2 separate regions of the Rattus norvegicus genome follow, and region 1 is linked to region 2. The links are chromatin contacts, called in public Hi-C maps. All regions are on one chromosome and are shown on one strand. Each heading gives the region's core, a stretch centred on a gene start, on an enhancer-like site or on the middle of the called end of the contact. The rest is flanking DNA. Distances are from core to core; before and after follow the strand shown. Region 1 overlaps Etv1 (ETS variant transcription factor 1). Region 2 holds the start of Etv1 (ETS variant transcription factor 1).

What was found. Hi-C and Micro-C count contacts between places; a contact is called where the count stands out from the background.
Region 1: a Hi-C map of Schwann cells shows a contact between it and region 2, with 4 times the contacts expected there. The contact joins the enhancer-like site here to the promoter of Etv1 in region 2. A contact is called at or near these places in 2 of 12 Hi-C or Micro-C datasets (the Rat2 cell line and Schwann cells) and 1 of 1 datasets of contacts at active chromatin or transcription factors (oligodendrocytes).

The regions. Positions count from the first base shown.
Region 1 is chr6:61,394,040-61,401,297 of GRCr8, forward strand. Etv1 (ETS variant transcription factor 1) reads left to right here. Exons shown (of 13, transcript NM_001163156.3): 11 at 1,277-1,446; 12 at 5,677-5,778. Among named protein-coding and RNA genes, the nearest start is that of Etv1, 79 kb to the left of the region's middle. Within about 2 kb of position 5,477, at least 22 of the 93 cell types and tissues checked have an H3K27ac peak or open chromatin away from gene starts, as enhancers often do. A contact at or near this core is called in Schwann cells, where this site is marked.
Region 2 is chr6:61,314,644-61,321,505 of GRCr8, forward strand. It overlaps Etv1 (ETS variant transcription factor 1), which reads left to right and starts at 3,723. Exons shown (of 13, transcript NM_001163156.3): 1 at 3,723-3,842; 2 at 4,263-4,394; 3 at 5,194-5,281; 4 at 6,618-6,665. The coding sequence starts at 4,350.

The sequences.
Region 1 (7,258 bases), core at 4,227-6,726, 81 kb after region 2:
CATTTTGAACCAACATGAAGATACACTCTTAAATCACCATGTTAAGAACAAGAGGACTTCACCATTTATTAGTGGCTATTGGCTGAATAATTATGTGTTTGTGTGCCTTTTAAAGCATTGTGGTTTTTTTTTCCTGGTCATGTGACAAAGTGTATTTCTACTTAACAACTACTAGAAATGTTTAGAAAAACTTGTGATTTACGTTTGTTCTGTAGTTCACACTCGGCGTGAATAGAGGTCTGTGAATGTATCCTTCCTGAATTGTTTCTTCATGCAAGAAGAGAAATTCCCACACTGACCCTGCGCTGTCTGTAGTCCTCAGCCAGGCAGTCCCCACTGAAGGCAGTTCTGAGAAGCATGACTGAGCTGGAAGGAGATGAGCAGTGGACGGAACAGCAAGGGTTCTTTCTGTTCTGTTTTCCTTTGTTGTGTAGAGCTAAGACAGTTGCAGGGCCAAAGCAGTGTTAACTCCAATACTGATGCTTTCTTACGCCATGGTAGGTAAGGGCAGCACGTTTTTGTTGTTTGCTTAAAAACATCTATTTAACAGAATGCGCTGTTAATATACTATCTTAAGTTGACCTTTAAAGAAAAGAACCAATAAACAAAATTAAATGAACAAAACGAATGCTAAGTTTTGTTTATCAGGAAGTATTGTTTTATTTATTGCCAAGTGGCGAAGCAGTAGCTTCTGGAGGAAGGGACAGTGGTGGAATGCTGCCGCCGCCACTGATTCCAAGAGAGAACTTCCTAATTTATATAAATTACAGGCCACACAGACTTTATGATATTACTAAATTTACCTTGAAATATGTTCACTGAGATTTTCAGTAGTCGGTCATGCATGGGTCAATAAAGTATTTCCTAATTATAGTCTGTAGAAATTAATTGATACAAATAAAATGCCCCAAGCTTGGAGCTGATTACTTCCCTCCTGGTGTTAGTTAGAGCTGGAGAAATGGTGCTAACCAACAAGCATGATTGGAAAGACATGAGTGAAGGAGAGACAGTTGGACTAGGTTGTTATAAGAGAATGATGGTTATGAATTTACTCCTTACTGGTGTACATTTGCATTAATGAGAATACTTGTTGTTATGTCATCTACAAGTTTGTGTAGATAGTTGGTTTGCTTTTAATCATTTGATTATTTGAAATCTGTTTTTAATGGCGCCGTTTACCACCAAAACGAAGTGATTGTGTTTAGCTGTTTTCATGATTGATTTGGTGTACATTTTATACAAATGGCATACTAATTGTTCATTCTTTTAAATTTAGGGGACATTAAGCAAGAGCCAGGAATGTACCGGGAAGGTCCCACGTACCAGAGGCGAGGATCGCTTCAGCTCTGGCAGTTTCTGGTAGCTCTTCTGGATGACCCTTCAAATTCTCATTTTATTGCCTGGACTGGGCGAGGCATGGAATTTAAACTGATTGAGCCTGAAGAGGTTAGTCTTAGTAGATTTTGAGTAGGAACCCAAAATTTTCTATAATACAAGCAAATTTGATAAATATGTTTAAAAATTGCTTAAAGCGTTTCAAAACTCTGTAGACTTATTTTAAATCTGAAAGTAGGTCTGAACAATGTAAAATAATTTCTTCCCCGGTCTTTACCATTGAATGCAGTAGTCTCACCCCATTTGCAACAGTATATATACATCTGTTCAGAGGACTGGTTTTGCAGTAGAGTACTGACTTCACACCAAACTCAGACTAAGCACTCAGGAGTGGGAAAACCATTGCTAATTGTTTGGGTGTTTAAATTTTCTAGTATATTTAGAGCTCCATATGACTATAAAGAAACTCATTTTTTATAGATGTACTTAAATTATGTAAGGGAGGAACCACAAGATTATGAAGCAGGCAGCGTAGACTAACAATGTCTAACGGAATAATCGCAGAGCCCTTTACCATGACGGGAATGCATGACTTTTAATAATCGAAGCAAGTCTTGGACTGGGAAAGTTCAATGCGACTTTATGTCAGTTAAACAGACATTTCCCTCCACCTGGGATTAAAGTAAACTGAGCAGAAACAGAACACTTTACGTTTGTCATATTTGTTAGGACAGGAGACATTACGAAATGATGTCAGTAATGTTCGAGCCATTCAGGAAAGACTCCATTCTGTGAGTAACTACGTCTGTTTCACAACCTGTGCTGTTTATGTGTTTGAGTCTGAATTAAAGAATGGAAGATCTGACTAGGTGACCAGTTAGTGCCAACACATTCTGAGTTTTCTTATTATTTAAACGTGAGAAAGATACACAATCGTGTTTGTTTCATGTTTGTTTTGTACAACTGACAGTTCAACAACTCTGCTGTTACAGATGCATAATAAAGTCAATAACAAGACTCAGTAGTTCAGTCAGTTGACTAGTTTCAAACGGTAACAAGCTCACTAGGAGCTGTGCAATAGTTGCTACACGTGTCCTAGGCTTTTGTTCTATGTCCATCCCCAGGGGCCTGAGAAGACAGCTCAGTAAGTAATGTGCTTCTGCACAAGGAAGAGAACTTCAATTCTTGTCCCCAGAAGCCATTCAAAAGGCTAAGTATAGCAGCAAATACCTTTAATCCCAGCCCTCTAGAGGCAGACATAAAAAGATTCTGGGGACACTCTGGCCACCTACTCTAGCTGAATTAGCATGTACCAGGTTTGCTGAGAGATCTTGTCTCAAAAGACAAGGTTGAGCCTGAGGAAGACACCTATCATCAATCTTAGGTACACACACACACACACACACACACACGCCACAGACCCCACATCCAAAAAAAAAAAAAAAAACTTTAAAATGTTAAATATCCTATTTCTTATTGGTGCTTAGTTCATTCTTAACAATCATGTACAGCAGACAATGACCCTGTTGTTTCTTCTGATTCTTCTCTGGAAAGAACCTATGAATTATTTTAGTCTGTGTGGCCCACAGGTTCTCTCTATTCTCCACTACATGACAGATCTTTCAGTGGGGACCACCACAGTTCATGAGTGATGACTTGGAAGCCATCACACTTTACTACTCACAGGATTTATTTTCTCATGCTTTACCTGTCAGCCTAAAATGAAGATGATTGAAATTCCAAATCCGCCATGCTTACCTGCTTGGTGTGCTTGGATACCAATAGCAAGCACAGCTCTTTCAGGTGTCTGAGATATAGATTTATTATTGCCAAATTAATCAATCATCCTAGGCAATAGTTCCCAAAAACATTCTTTAACACAGCAAGCTCCTGCTGGATTCAATGCCATGGTCTTCTGATGACTCTGGAGCTGAAAATCAGGGAAGTCAGACTCACTGTTCCACAGCTAAGCATAATCTTCCAAAGCAAGTTGGCGGGTTGGAAGATGTAGGCCACTAGTGCAGTGCTAGCCTTGAGTTCAAACACCAACACCCAAAATATGTATTCATTAATATAATAAAACAAATACTTAAACCATTAAACTGACTCATTTAATATCATTGGCAGTGAGGGTTCATGCTAAGTCACTAAACCCTGTATGCTCCTCCCTAGAAGCGTAAGCTCCTTTTGAAAGTACAACGTGAGAAAGTCACTGAAAGTGTTGTTTTCCTCTTGAGACTCCGTGTTAAAAATTGTGCCTTCGCTCTGAGTGACTGTGTGTCTGGAGAAGTAGCACTTTTGGACATCAAGTGGACTTAGTTTTTGAATGGCCTGGAAGGTGCTAGGCTTCCTGTGAATTTTCGACCTTTTTGTCTACATCGTATACACATACTGTTACCTGTTGTTACCTTAAGTTTGTGCCAGTTATGACACAAAATAAGTCTAAGAACAGGCTTTCTTTGTGTACAGACAAATAATTATAGTACTGAGGATCAGTTGGCCTTATAAGAAGCAAACTCTTCAAGTGCATTCCTTAGGTAACGCAACAGTTATGTCACTCTCTCCAGAGACTTCTAGGGTGCCTTAAAGTTCATTGCCTTTTAGTTTTGAAGAGGACTCTGGTCAAATTCTAGTGAAGACTCATTGGATGTTTGCAGGAATTGCTGCTTAGCAGAACTTTTCACATTTGCCTGTTGTGTAGTTGTGTCTCTGTTGAGTCTACTGATATCCTTTGTAACACATTTGAAAGATTTTACGTAAAAAACAAAAACAAAGCTCCTTCCTCCCTTCTTTCCTTCCTTACCTCCTTGTCTTTCCCTCATCTCCCATCTGTTCCCCATTTCAGGGTCCCATAGCCCAGCGTAGTCTAGAACTCATGATCTCCTGCCATAGCTTCAGTCTCCTACTCAGCTTCCAGGTGCTGGAATTAGCATCATATCTCCCCACGCCTGGCTGGATTTTATTTCACATTGTCCCTGTCCCTGCTCCACACACTATTGCTTAGAGCAGTTACTGGAAAGATTGTGGAAAATTAAGATGTATCCGCCACTGTGACTGTTGGCTTGTACGGATAGTCTTGCTTTTGCTCAGTCGTATCACTTCTCACAGAACAAGTGATCCAAACCCATTATCTGTTTATTTCAAGAACACAGATTACTTAAAGGTAGGGGTGTTTGTGACAGAAAGGTCATTGCTATTGAAGGGAAGACAGGAGAAGGAGATGATTTTGAGGATTCTTTGTGGCTGGGACACAACTTGGAATTTGAGGGAAGCGACAACTCCTGCTCTATTAGGGAATGCACTTACGACCTTGCTGAGGCTGAGGCCGTGCACAGTTTTTCCTCAGACAACCAAAGAGTGGGGCTTAATGAGATCTTGATTTGCAATGAAGTGAGAGAAACCCGCTCCTGTCTCTGTATGCCTACATCGGCCCAGTGTGATGGAGAAGTGGAATGGTACCATTGGGAGGAAGAAGCTCCACCTTGACCACGTCCAGCGCTCTCCAACAGTCCCATTTGAAACACTTCTGAGACCTTTCCTCAGCCACACTGGACATTCTGCTTTAAAGGAAAAGGACTCATGTACATGGTGACTTTTCCATGTCCACCTTATTTTTAGCATCCAATTAATGTTTCCCAGATGAGCTTAATTTTCCGGTTTGGGGTTGGCTATAGTTTTCACAGAGGCTGCTTTAGGCAAGAACTATTGTTTGGAGTCGAACTTATTAATCGGCACACTGTTTCCTTCGCTGGCACAGTGACAGCTGGTCACTCGGTACAGTTTGAGCAGTCTTTTTTTTTTTTTTTCTTTCTTCTGTTTCTTTCAGAAATGCAGTAAAACACCTTTACAAAGGGATCATTAAGCAGTTCCTAATCTGGGATTTTTTTTTTTTTTTTGTCTGAAAGTTCAGGAAGGAAAAGACTGCTAGTGTATAGCAGAAGGGAAAATCTGCCTCATTTTGGTGAATTGCAGTCTGTTCTTTCATGATGCAAACACATTCCCTTATTTCCATTTAATTTCTATCCAAAACAATGGTGACAAAGGATTCTATTGTGACGTCGAAGAGAGAGAACTGTAAGCCTGGTTTAAACCAGGACACGGGAAATTCAGAACACGAAGGCTGTTGCTATTTCTTTATGCCTTGTATTTGGAGATGTTTTTGTGTGTTTAGAAGCCATACATTTATGAACTCTTCCTCTGCCTATCCCACTCCCCATCCCTATCCCCTGCGTGCGTGTGTGTGTGTGTGTGTGTGTGTGTGTGTGTGTGTGTGGTGTGTATGTAAGTGTGTAAGCCAGTTGAAGACTCAGCACTAACAACATGATTCTGTTTTGGTGGCAGGTGGCCCGACGTTGGGGCATTCAGAAGAACAGGCCAGCTATGAACTATGACAAACTTAGCCGTTCTCTCCGCTATTATTATGAGAAGGGAATCATGCAAAAGGTGAGGCGATAATACATTAAAGCTCACTGTGATGTTGCCCACTGGTCTGCAAGTCATATTTCAGACAGCACATTATCGTTGCTTTGCTAAGGTCAGGCTCTCCCCCACGTTAACCAATGCTTGCTTGGTTCCTGCTTAGTATCACGAGCCTATTTATAATTTCATGGATGGTGGAGATAAATGTAGAGTGGTATCTAGCAAGTTACATTTCTGGAAGCTTCCATTTTGCTACACATGGTAAGCAGGTTATTTCAGTATTGATACTAGATCTTCATGTCTCTAGAAGCTGTAATTTTATTGTACCTCAGAGTCATACATTTTTGAAATGCTTGTATTTTTTCTTTCCTGTTCTGATTCTTAAAACATGCAGGCATCACTTGTTCTTATTAGAAAAAAAGGAAACCCAACTTTTTTTCTTGCTTGATTTCTAGCTTCATTTCATTCCTCACTTGACAGTTTAATATCCAGAACTACTTACTTGAAATAAATGTTTTATCTTATTTGGTTGGTAGAACAAAGTTCAATATATTTTAATTCAAATCAGCTTCTTTTAATATTTAAAAGTTGTTTTGTATAAAATACAAAAACATGGACACAGATAAAATGTACTTAAAATATAACATTTATAAAGGAGGCTATGAATAAATGAATATATAAAGATAAAACATTTGGATATTTGCTATTATTTCCTTCAGCCTTGTGCGGTTTATGGCTTGTATAGCACAGTTAGATATGAATGCTGCATCAAACAGACTTTTTGGATGCCATTGTGTGGTATAAGAAAGGGAGATTGTTTATCACACCAACATGCAAAACTTGGAGTCTGCATGTAGATGGTAACCAGTCAGGGTCCCTTAGACGGTTAGCATGCTCTTTTCATATAAGCACAGCCTGCTATTTTAAGACACACTCATGACTTCCATGAGACTTCTTTTTAGAATGTTCTGTCTTTTCCTTCATATCTCTTACTGTACGGACCTTCCTCATGGCTAGGTAAATGGCAGCATAGTTTATTCAGAGGAACTTTGAGCCTCCCTATATTTTTTATTACCCAAAAATATATAATGGGGAATTACATTCCAAGTCCGTATGACCATATGTGCTCATTGACTTAAAACCTTAACTATCCATGTGTGCTGTACATAAAAAGCAATTGAATTAGAAGCCTGAAGAATGAAATAAAAATAACCAAATGGGTTACTGAATTCAAGTGAACCATTTTAAATGGTTATAAATTTCAGTAATTCTGAAATAGAAATAAATGCTGGAAAATGTTTATTGTACTTTGTGGATAAAATATGTGCACATCTAGTTAAACATGTAGCCATACTTAGAAGATTTAAGCAACGCATAAATTACATGCCAACATAGTAATGTTTATAAATATGATTATGCTTGTTTCTTTTGCCTTATCATTTATACTTGATGTTATTTATTTAACTTAATATTCATACACAAATATAATTTGAGCCAAACATAC
Region 2 (6,862 bases), core at 2,473-4,972:
CCCCCAGTATTCCCTTTCCTTGGGGCATCACATTTTGCCTGCTGTATTAACCATTTTTATAAAGCAGTACCATGATAGCTTGTATTTTTTTTTCTCAAACCACTTTTAGAAATCCAATTACTTAACATGCATTTTCAATGCCATAAGTCAACTGCAGACAAACCACTAATGTATATTATTTTACTTAAAAAACTAGTAGTGGAGGGACTATAAAGCTTTAAATAGTTTTATATGCAGGTTTAGAAACTTTCCAAACTTTAAAAGCAAAAACATGGTGTGTATGAGTGTGTGTGTGTGTGTGTGTGTGTGTGTGTGTGTGTGTCCGTGTTGTTCTCTTAAGACTCTAGGCTCTTATTTCAAAACCCAGATGGGATTTCAAAATACAAGTAAATAAATGTCAAAGCCTCTTGGCCTCTGCGCTGCCATTCTATGTCTGAAATCTTGCCAAAATGAAATTTTCCATTCAAGAAGGACTGGAATGTACTAAACTGATTTAAAACGACATTCTCAAAAAGTGGTGGAAACTTTGTGCAACTTCTGAGCACCTCTTCTTGCTCACACAGCCACAGTGGACATTTCCATGGACTATAACACAATTGAAAATCAAATTCCCAACCCTTTCCTTACCTTCTGCTACTGAATTTATTGTTCTTTTCCTCAGTGCCAAGTGTCGACTATAATTATGCTAGAAGCTAGTATTTCACTAAGGAGCCAGGAGTAGGACAAGGAAGAGAGAAAATATCTCACCGACTGTGAAGGCAAAAAAAGAGAAAGTAGCAGAGAGAAGGGGCATGACTCAAATGTCAAAAGACATACACTTCCACTCAACATTAGTCTGCTCAGAAGAGTTGTAGAGAATGGATGCTTAGTCACATAAGAACTGGACTTTCGATTACTGTGGGAGTCAAATAGTTAACAGGTAGAGTCCATCTAAAGAACTGCAGAGGAGAAATATGGAGAGTTTGCAGTATGATAGATCATCCTAAGAGAAGTGGCCAGCCTTGGGATGATTATTAGCATTCTAAGCTCCACCCCCACAGATACCTGGCAATAGCCAGGTATGCCTGACAGTAAAAAAGGAGCTGTTTGCCAGCTCCTTACTCTCTTGCTCTTACCCTCTTCCCCCTTTGTCCCTTCTCTCCCCATTCCCCTCCCCACTTCTCTCCAGGCACTCATGGCCTGCCTCTACTCCTCTCTCTCTCTCTCTCTCTCTCTCTCTCTCCTACTACCCTCTTAACTCCCTCCACATGCCCTGAATAAATTCTATTCTATACTATACAGTCGTGTAGCTGGTCCCTCAGGGGGAAGGGATGCCTCAGTATGGACCCACTGAAGCACCCTCTTTCCCCAGACCTCCATAGAACATACCCCACCCCCATCCTTTTAAAATACAACATTGATGCTGAACCCAGAATAGAACCAGGGACCCGGGACATAGCCTCGTTATAGTTTTATAAACACATCAATGATTTAGGGAGCTAAAAACTCGCAATCTGTGAAAACGTGCACTAAAAGAAGCCGGAGAGAAAATGACACTGGGATAAATAAAAGTAGAAATGAGAGCTATAGAACATTATAGGAGAACGCTGAATAGTTTCTACACCGGAAGACGGCTTGCACCTTTAAACAGTCACGTGCTGAAGAGCAAAAGAAAGTTACTAGTCCTTTTTAAGCTTTCTTTCTACTCTCAGTTCCCTCCTTTTCAGGATTTTCTCTTAGAGCACCCCTGGAATTATACAGTGTGAATGTTCCTTTAGCCTAGACTTACTTCCTCTCACTTTATTGCTCTTCGACAGAAAGGTACTTCCTCTCCTCTACCTTCATTGGTACCAAGTGTGCATAGGGAAGAGATGAAAGGAACACACACTGGCGCGCGTGCGCCCGCAAAACAACAACAACAACAACAACAACAAAAACTTTTGTGGTTTGGGGAACTTGGGCCTTTGTGGTATCTTTTTTCCCTTGTTCCGCCACGCCTCCAACCACGTGACCCAGAAAGATTGGGATTTTGTGAATGGAGTCGAAAGGTGGAGGGGGGAGGGCAACGCCCCCTGCTCGAAAGCAGCCAATCCGCTGGCGGAGCGCTGCGGGGTCAGCAATAAACAACAATGGACTGGAAATTCACGGTTCCTTATTGGCTTCAGGGACAGGCTCTCGGGGCCTTTCGAGAAGCTCCGCCCCCTCCCGGTTGCTCTGGATACCTGTCGGGCTCTGGCCTCAGAGAAAGGCTTTGGAAACTGTTGCTGCCTTGTCCGGGGTTTGCAGATTGCCGGGGTACCCACCACTATTGTCCCCTGTTCCGGTTGCACCCCCCACAAAGTCTCGTAGCGCTCGAACGCATCCCTCCTCCGGGCTCTGACACTGTCCTCTCTCAAAGTGGACGCGCGCGGTGCACTGACTAGTCTCTGGGCAAGCATTGTGTGTACCCTGGAAGACTATAATTTTCCCATGATGAAGCGCAGAGTGGCTTTGTCATAAACCACGCTCTTTCTCCGCGAGGCTGGAGTGCCAGGCGCGCACGCTCCCATTTTGATGTTTCCACCATGTTCCATTTAAGGAAAGAAACTTTCAAATAGAAATTGAGAACTGCAGCACAATGTTCAACGGGGCTAAACAGCTGCTGGAAAAGTCCTTTAGTCCCCAGTTCTGGTCACCGCCAGGGTCTAAGTGACTTTCAGAACTGTGAAGCCCCCGCCCCGCCCCTCTCTGGCCTCCAACCCTTGGTAGGACAGCGGCTGCAAAGGGGACGCAACAGAACTAAGCCCTATGGGCAGGCAGCTTCAGGGACATTCTCGTTTCCAAACGTCCCATCATTGTCCTTGTAACCCGAGCCCTCCCTGCTCTCCCCCCAACTTCTGGTTGGAAGAAGTGAAATCCTCAAGTACAGTAAGTGACACCCTCCGCCTCTCTGTATACATAACAAAAGCTCCGGAAACGGCGGGGACAGGGGTGGGGGGGAGAAGGGGGCGGGAGGGGGGCATCTGAATTACCAAGTCCTCCCCCACCCCTCTGTGGCCCACTGGAGGTTTATTTCCTCTCAGCACTCTCCCGGGTGAATCTGATTTTTATACTTTCCTCGCCCACACTGCTACGTACTCCTCCGGATCCTCTCTTCCAGCGCCACCTCTCCCTTGCTTTCATTACAATGTTTTCATGTGGAACTGACGAAAGGAGATCGTTTTTGTTGAAGATGTATTAAAAGAAAAATCTTATAAGCCCTATTATAGTGGTGATTAGTGTTGAAAAAAAATGAAAAAAAAAATAGCTTGGACCGAAAGCTGCTGGGGAGGAAGGCTGGAGCGCGTGGTGGGTGGACTCCTGGTCAGAAGTAGAGAAAGGAGATTGTGGACATTTAATGTGTACCCGAACCTCTACGACAGTGCTTTAAGGACATCGGCCTAATAATAATGGATCAAACAACGATAGGAATGAGAGCTGGTTGACTCAGTACACTAGGTTTCAGAATCCCTCCGGTCTTAACCAAAACAGCGAGTTAGGAAGGAAGTGGGTTTCCTCGGTGGTTTTTCTTGGGTGCGGACCTAAGACTTCTCCCAGAGTGGTCGCATAGGAATAGGGGTGCGGGAGACTCTAGGGAAGGGGCCAAAAGCTGCCTGATTGACAGCCCGAAATCTGATCTTGTGAAAGAGACGTGGAGCCAATGGGAGGCAGCGATCCATCAGTTTGGATTGGAGGCCCCTGGAGGAGAAGTAGAGGAAAAACCACCGAATTCAGCTCTGTCAGAGGCGCTTTCGGCTTCCAAGGGGAAGTGCTGGGCAATAATTAATGTTTTTATTAAATTTGGAGGGAATTTTTTGCAGCCGTTCGCCTAGCGTGGCCTTCAGGTGGGTATTTCCAACAACTTTTTATGTCTCTCCAGATAATTGCATGGCTGTGGGTTGCAAAAACTATTCTTATGAAAGAGGTATCTCCGTCTCTTTAGTCCCGTTAGGTGAAAAGCAAGTCTCGTTGATCGCCATTGCTAGTTTTGCACACGTTTGCGAATCAGAGCTGCCTGGGGCACACTGACCGAGCAGGGAACATCCAGGGTGTAAATAAATACATCGTCTCTTGTTAGGATATTTGATAGGACCGAAAGTATGTAAATTGTGAACTCTCTTGGCTCTCTTTGGATCCAGGTGAAGAAGGCGGCGTAGGGGAGGGTTATTTTTGTGAATGGGGCTGTCGAGGGTAATTAGCTATGCAAATGCAAGAGCTTCATTCATGATTTTTTAAAGCCTAAAAGCCATCTTGTTCCCCTCTAGGTTGATAGAAGTCCAGATCCCGAGGAAATCTGCAGCTAAATGCTCAAAATATAAAACACTGAGCTAGTATTTGAGAAGAGGAGCAGAATGGATGGATTTTATGACCAGCAAGTGCCTTACGTGGTCACCAACGTGAGTGCTCAGTTCGAAAGTTGCTGTTTATAAACTTGACTCGGACGGGGGTGGGGAGAGCGAGAGATGCGAAGGGAGGGGGCAGGGGGTTGGGACTGCAGACACTTTATCTGCTTTGTTGCCACTGTAGGGCGACTCTGCTTCTAGAAGCCCTATCTACAAAATGAGCTTACCTTTGAGTGATTCGGATAAGGCACAGTTTTGTTTTAAGACCCCTTCTTCTGGTTAATGTGTCCACGATGAGTGCAAGAGGAGACGGAGGGCAGCAGCAGCTGCACTCAAAGTTTGTGGCTGGGTTTATCTGCCACATTGAAAAGAACGAAGTTGAGACAAATGCTGACAATTTTTTGTTTACATGGGGTGTCTTGGGCGTTTTCTTCCCCTTTCTCATTTTCTCACTTTCCCCAGTTTTCCTTTGACTTCTTTTACTGCGGGTGGGGGGTGCTGTCTGAGAGAATGGAATTCACTGTTAATCTGGAGTTGATTCAGTTAAAAAAAAATTAAGTGTTTTAGCTTAATGTTTTGATGCTGAGATTACGTGTAACTAGGATGAGGATAAGCAGGAGTGTTATGACATGCTCTGGGAAGCAACTCTCCCTCGCTGTTAAACTCTCAGTTTGAGATTTTACTGTCAAAGTCAGACAATACATATTGGAGTTCTCCTATAAACTTTTTTTTTTCCACTCAGAGAGAGGATCCAGTAGGCTTAAGTTATGTATGCATGATTTGTTTTTTTTTTTTTAATGTGTGACATCTGAGATTTATATTCTTTTAAAGGATTTTATCTTTCCCTTTGTAGAGTCAGCGTGGGAGAAACTGTACCGAGAAACCAACAAATGTCAGGAAAAGAAAATTCATTAACAGAGATCTGGCTCATGATTCAGAAGGTGAGGTTTGATTCTGAGCTGAACGTCTCTTTTTTTCCGCTTACACTCTCTACCCTCCAAGTCAGGGGCACATCTCCATCTCACCTCAAAAATAGTAGACCTTGAAACATGGACTGTCCATGCAGCCACTCACACAGTGAGTTTGCCTTGGAGACTATTTTATAGTCTTGCCACAAAATTAATGAGAAGAAAATGAACCTGCAGCAGTGACCTTCTTATTTTAAAGAGTATTCTGTGTTGATTCTTGTCCACTGGGCAGATAATTCCCTATAACTGAGATAACAATTTCAAGCTGTAACACCCTGGGATAAAGTAAGCAGCTATGCCTACTGCTTCTGCTTTTCTTTCAACATTATTACAAGTTAAACAATATAAGTGGATTCATATACTATTGTTGAAATTTTATGAGTGAGTTTGATGACTGCATTTTTGAAGTCATAACATTTGTTGATAGGCCTTAACATGTTCACTAGATCCAACTTGAGGCTTATTGAATGCTTATTTAGTGAATTAGGCTGTACGCTCTTCCTATAAACTGTTGGTAGGAGGTCAATATATTATGAATTATTTCAGCCCTGTGGGGCCACTCATTATGGATTGAAAAAACTTAGACTTAATTACTAAAGTTCACATTGAATTTAAATTAAGTGGACTGAATCCTAAAACTTCATAAAATTTTCATTTTCATTAGATACTTCTCTTCCTTTCCCCCCTCCATGGCAGAATATAATTTGGAATTGATAATAAACCAAGCAGGGCACTAGTGTCTTTGACTTTCACAGACGTGCTAATGTAGAAAATTTTCTTGAAATGTTTATATTTGGAGTTGTACCCTGTATTAGTGTTGAGCTATTTGGCTGGAAAATGTAACTTGGGAGTTAACTCAAGTCTTGTTGGTTTTGTACATAAAATTAAAAATGTAAAAGTTCTGTCTTTCTAATATTTGCTCCACTTCTATTTTAGCAAGAGTTAAATGTACTTAGGAAAGGTTTCTGTGCAGGGGTCATCTTAGTGAATTTTAGTGTATGTGTTTTTTCGTCTCCTGAGCTTATTTCTTAATTATTTTGAAAAAGAAAAAAAAAAGACAAAAGAAGGTAATTTGATTTAGTTGCCTAATATGATATTATTTAGTTGCCTAAAGAAATACCTTAAAGTGTCCCTTAATTGATGTCATAAGTAAGCAGGATTATTAAGATACTGAGATATGAAACCTATGTTCAGTAGATGCTCCCTAAACTAAAATCATACTGAATGGCAGCGTCATGACAAACATTTTCATTTAATGAAGCCTGCAGACTGTCGAGTCTCATGTTTGTGTGTTTGACTTGCTTTTCAGAACTCTTTCAAGATCTGAGTCAGTTACAAGAAACATGGCTTGCTGAAGGTAAGAGAGGGAGAATTGTCTTTAAGGGGGAAAAGCAACTCTAGAAGGGGGTGGAGGGAGTCCTGAACTTGCTGTCTTAAATGTTCAACCCAATTAATTGAGCTCTAAAAGAGCCACCTCATGTGTCATGCATACATTAGAGCCTTTGATGAGTTTGTCTTTAGGGACTCTGGGGCTCCACTACCCAGTGTCATCAC